Linked DNA regions of Gasterosteus aculeatus: region 2 is linked to region 1. The links are chromatin contacts, called in public Hi-C maps. All regions are on one chromosome and are shown on one strand. Each heading gives the region's core, a stretch centred on a gene start, on an enhancer-like site or on the middle of the called end of the contact. The rest is flanking DNA. Distances are from core to core; before and after follow the strand shown. Region 1 holds the start of ankrd50l (ankyrin repeat domain 50-like). Region 2 overlaps LOC120833819 (polycystin-1-like protein 2).

Region 1 (2,614 bases), core at 53-2,552:
ACTTAACCGCATCTAAATTTGCCGAAGGATGTTGCTAAGCAACCAGTGAAGACAATGTACAAGTACTACCAAGGAGGATGGATACACTGTTTTCAATTAAGAAACGGTAACTGCCTAGAACGAGGACATGGGGGGTTTGATTGAGATTGATAGCACTCTCCTCTCTGTGGTGAGAATATGATGCTGGAGTCTGAAGCTGGTTAGCTTAGCTTAGCATAAACACTGAAAACGGAGAGGGGGGGGGGCTAGCCCTAATGGAATTCATCCTCTAGTCCATCTAAAGCATTTCAATAAAATATGAACTATGCCTTATTCATCTCCAAGAGATGTTGCCCAAAGAGCGAGCTCGCTACCTGAACCTCGCGACCCCGCTGACCCTGTACCCCCCGCAGTCGGTCCAGGTCTTGGTCTTGGTCACATGAACGGAGCAAGGAAAAATAACTTAAGAATTTAGTGCATTTTTCCACTTCAATTATTTTAGCTGGGCCGACTCAACGGTTAGCACGAGAAAGATAATTTACCTAATGACTAAAGTCGCTCACTGATTGGCAGAGGTCTCTTGCCCCAAGCAGGTCAATGGGAAGCGGGTGTGGACCCAATGGCATCACGTGATGGGCCCCGAAGTAACGCAACGGTTTGACCACGATCTGAAACTCCCTCTTCCTGAAGACTTGAATTGCTCCACACATCGAAACGCGCCATTGGGTGACAATAAGACATCAATGACTCTAATATTCGAGAGATTAAACACCGTATTCAATAATGTGTTCCACGTCAGCCAAATCGTAAATCAATACATGTATGTGCAAAGGAGTTTTTCACTATAGCGATAAACTGGGTCTTTTCCTGTTTCACATTTGCATTGAGCCCCGCGTATTAAGTATTAAGTTCCCTGTGATCCGTCTCTGCTCGGGCTCAACAGGTGCGTTCTTCCTCAACGATGAGATCACGCTTCCCCCCCCCGGCTGTGACGTCACAAACAAACCCACCGTACAGCTGCGTGTCGGACCGACAGCCCGTTAATCACGCGCAAGTTGTCGACGCCGCTGTGAACAGAACAAACACGCACAAACACACGCGACGCAAAGAGTCCACCGTGGCCGCTCATCGGACCGCGCGGACGCGCTTTACCTCACACGCACGCGCCGCTCCGCCGGATTCTCGCCGCGCGTGTCCACGGCCCTCCGCACCATCAGGTGGGAGGTGAAGCAGTGCGGAGGTCCTGCTTTAGTGCAGCGGTGTCCTTCTCCGTCTTCCTTCTCTCGTGGGGAGGCAGGGCGTCTCTCTCTCTCTCTCTCTCTCTCTCTCTCTCTCCCTCCCTCTCTCTCTCTCTCCCTCGCGCGCGCGCTGCTTCCGTGCGTTCTGTTAAAAAGGATGTTCTATCGAGAGAGGAAGAACAAAAGTGAAAGGAGCCTCGCGGTCTCTCTCTCACTGACTACACGGGGTCTTGATTCTTGTCTTTAAACCTTCAAAAGTAGGAGGAGGTTTTAAAGTCAAAATGATGAAATACAGTAAAGTAGAAAAAATAGATGATCTTATCTAAGATTCGGTTTCAGGATCTTTTATTTTTACGTTGCAAATGTGATATAGTGATTTGATTTGTCCTCATGCGTAGTTAGTCGTATGTCAGAATGTATGAATATGAAATTGTGTCTAAATTCTAAATTCAAATTCAACTTAAAATAGTATTCTCTGCAGTTTTGACTGATGTATTTACTACACACTGTAATTAAAAATGTAACTGCTCAAAAAGATGTGAATGCCTTTTGTACATAGTTTGGATAAAGGACTGTGACCAATTCGGTCTTTTGTGGGTGGTCCCAGTAAGACGCCCTGAGTTCTTCCTAAATTGTTCTTCCAACAATTGCAGCAGAATGTCCTGCTGACTCCAAGGAATTTTTTCCTTTTTTATATCCCAACTTGATAAACCGTGCTTCAAATTCTGCTTTGCATGGGAACTTTAAACCGTCTTACGATCACGACTGACCTCACAGTGAACTGAGAAATGACCTCTTCACCCGTCAGCCAATACTCCACATTCTGACATGCTCATACAAACACCAAAAATGTCTGCTCTGAAAATAAGGACTTTTGTCAACAGCATGCAAATTGCATGATGATGTCATGAGTGGAGCTCCTCTCTCATGATGATAATATGTGTCCAGCGTGGAGGTCAGTCAGTCCTCTCTGTTTACAGGGGAGCCCTCTACTGGCCTGAATAACAACAGACTTCGGTCAAAGCTGTTGAGCTGAAGTTGGGTCACGTTTCTTTTTCATTAACTTTCACAGAATACAACGTTTAATAAAGAGTTTGAAGTTATACTTTGTTCAAATTTGTTGCTAAAAATGAATTTTGGTCTGAAAACAAAATTTACAGGCAAGTCAAAATCCAATATTTTTTTAGTGAATAGATTTTTTGCCCAAACACGTCATAATTACCTTCATCGTTTACTCAGACTGTCGGTATCGTCATTTCCTTTTGGTCCCAAAGAGATATTATCAAATCAAAGTCAATGATTGTTGCAGTTTTATCTTGCACACACACACTCTTAACAAATTTCACCATATTAAAACCTAATTGCCCAAAAAATGATTGTTAATATAATGAAGTATT
Region 2 (2,614 bases), core at 70-2,569, 68 kb after region 1:
TGCCCCCTGCAAGCGCGACTCATGGGAACAGAACAAACAATGTGTTCTGGTCTGAAAACCAGCTTTTCCATCCTCGGTCACGACGCAGAGCTCGATCCAAAGTGATCGGTTTGTTCACTGTTCACTATTGGATTCCCAATGACAACAGATGGAACGTGTGTGACTATCGTACATGGTCATTTGATTGAATGCAGATGAATTTAGTAAAAAAAAAATTTAATGCGTTTAATGCGCTGGATCCTAAAGTAGGTACACTGCACAATGGGTTGGCGTCAGGACGGGCAACGGGTGCTGCAATATTCCTAAAATCATTGGCACGTTGTAATTTGATGTAATTGATAAGAGCTTCACTGCTTTCATTCCCCTCTCTCAACTCTGTATCAGAACCTTAGGAAGTCTGTGCAAATGCTAATGGCTTGTCCTACTGTCACATGAAGGGATTCAACTTTCTCAATGGGTCCTGAAACTGTAGAGCGAGGTGCGTATGTAGTGAAAGTAAAAATACTTTAATACGGCGATAAAAAAACAAACAATTTGATAGCCTTTTCATTTAAAGGCCGTGAATCAATCAGTGGTGCAAATAAAAATATTAAAGAAGAACAACAAATGATTTATAACTTTCCATCCTTGAGGTCCTATGACACAGGTGTTCTTCTGCTTTGGTACCTACTTAGGAAAGTAAGTATGAGCAGTATAGTTGATGAGCTGAGACCAATCTGAAGAGGATTACTGAGATGCTGATGCAGTTGAGCTTCGGACCTTCTTCTTTTGCCTTTGCTATGAGAATGGTGCAAAACGTGACGCATAATAGAGTCTGTGACGAGGGGGTGCAGATGTAATGAGGTTTGGATTACAAAAACAAAGTTACACTTTTTTAGACATGAGTATAATTCAATTCCATCTAATTTAAACACTTCTTCACAATTGTTTTCCCTTCATTATTGTTGCTTCAAGTTTCCCAGTTTCTTTATATCAGTAATCAGCCAATTGACAACACAAAAAAACAGTTTGCAACACAAACACATTTATTTTGATTAAATATTTGGTATTGACCAAACAATACAATTTCAAATTATGCACTTGCCTTTGTAACCGCTGTAATTCAAACTATGTAATATGCACTTAGATTACTACTCTCCAAATGTGCCTATATTAGACTGCCATCTAGTGCTTCCTTTGTGAACAAAATATTTTGAGAGTTTTAGAGAACCTGCAGTTATGCAAAAAACTGTTTGGAAAACTGTTGCTGGTTGCACTGGAAGAATTGCACAACAGTCCGAAGGTCAGTGTGTTTTGTTTAGAACCAGGTCCGTACCAATGTCATCGTTTCCTGGTGACTATGAGGAAATAGACCTCATGTTGCCTCTAAACAGATAGAAAGGTCAATGTTAAAACGTTTATGTGGGTACCTATCTTGCTTTGATGAAATCATTAGTTTGTAATCTCATGTCATGCTGTTTGGAGTGGTAACATTACCTTCATGTGATTCACCTCTCCACGTCATGTCGCGTCGCTGCTACATTGGTGAGGCCACACCTGTGTTGTCTGTTAAACTATAAACTTTTACAATATGTTTTTTATATGTATCGCTTGCTTTGTATCAACAGAGGCGTTTGCTCAGTAAACAGTATTTCCCCTGCAGTGTGTACATTTCATAAAACACACACACATCATTGTAGTGTCTCGTTAGGGGACTTGACCTTGGACAACGTTAAGATAGACACAACCTGCATTGTTTACCTTTACACCCACCTTCAGGTACACGTTATGTGCAGACAATGGTCCATTTCTGCACGTCCTTCTTAATAGACTTATAGAAAGAGAAAAGGAAGAACAGAGCAGTTGATCCCGCGCTGTATAAACTGATCCACTGCTAATGACGGTTGTCTCGGTTAAACCGCACCTGCTGTTACCACGGTAACCATTACTGTAGCCAAAACAATGTTGGCTGAAAATAGAAAAGTAACTAATAGGAATAGAGCCTTAGCGCTGATTGCCATTGTGCTCTTTAATCGCCACAACACATTTAATGACACAACACAAAAAGTGCTCATTTTTTATTATATTGTAACATACATTATAGTAAATAACACGTCAAACTAGAGTTTTAAATCGTTTAATTGTTGTTTTCTAACTGTTGTATTGTGAATTTATATATATATATATATATGGACAGCTTTTCTAAAAAAGGACAGCTTTTCTAAAAAACACACATATGAATATTAGTGCACACAAATAGAACTCAACTAAAAATCAACTTTTGTATGGTTAAGAATATTTCTGCTGTTGTTCATGTTTACGCCACCGTCCTCCTTCGCATCAGGCGTGTGGACGTCATTCGTTTCTTCATATCTGATCCCGAAGAGACTACAGATATTCTTCAGCATCAGGTCGACTATCTCCTCCTCGTCTGAGGGCTGGGTAAGAAAGGGCAGGTGATGAAATCATGTTGGTGTTATAAGACGTTGAGAGTTCATCTTTATTCACTGAAGTGTCACTTGAAGACATATCATGTGACACGTGAACTCATTTTGTACTTCCATCTTTTTTTATTCTTTCGAAGCAATGTGAAGAACTCAAAATAAGAATGTCATCTATTAGTTACTGGGGAAAA

What was found. Hi-C and Micro-C count contacts between places; a contact is called where the count stands out from the background.
Region 2: a Hi-C map of skeletal muscle shows a contact between it and region 1, with 2.9 times the contacts expected there. The contact joins the enhancer-like site here to the promoter of ankrd50l in region 1. A contact is called at or near these places in 2 of 6 Hi-C or Micro-C datasets (liver and skeletal muscle).

What each region holds. Positions count from the first base shown.
Region 1 is chr16:4,403,012-4,405,625 of fGasAcu3.hap1.1, forward strand. It overlaps ankrd50l (ankyrin repeat domain 50-like), which reads right to left and starts at 1,303. Exons shown (of 5, transcript XM_040200759.2): 1 at 1,132-1,303.
Region 2 is chr16:4,471,207-4,473,820 of fGasAcu3.hap1.1, forward strand. It overlaps LOC120833819 (polycystin-1-like protein 2), which reads right to left. Exons shown (of 44, transcript XM_078091399.1): 44 at 2,043-2,417. The coding sequence ends at 2,247. Among protein-coding and RNA genes, the nearest start is that of LOC120833819, 28 kb to the right of the region's middle. Within about 2 kb of position 1,320, at least 2 of the 9 cell types and tissues checked have open chromatin away from gene starts, as enhancers often do. A contact at or near this core is called in liver, where this site is marked.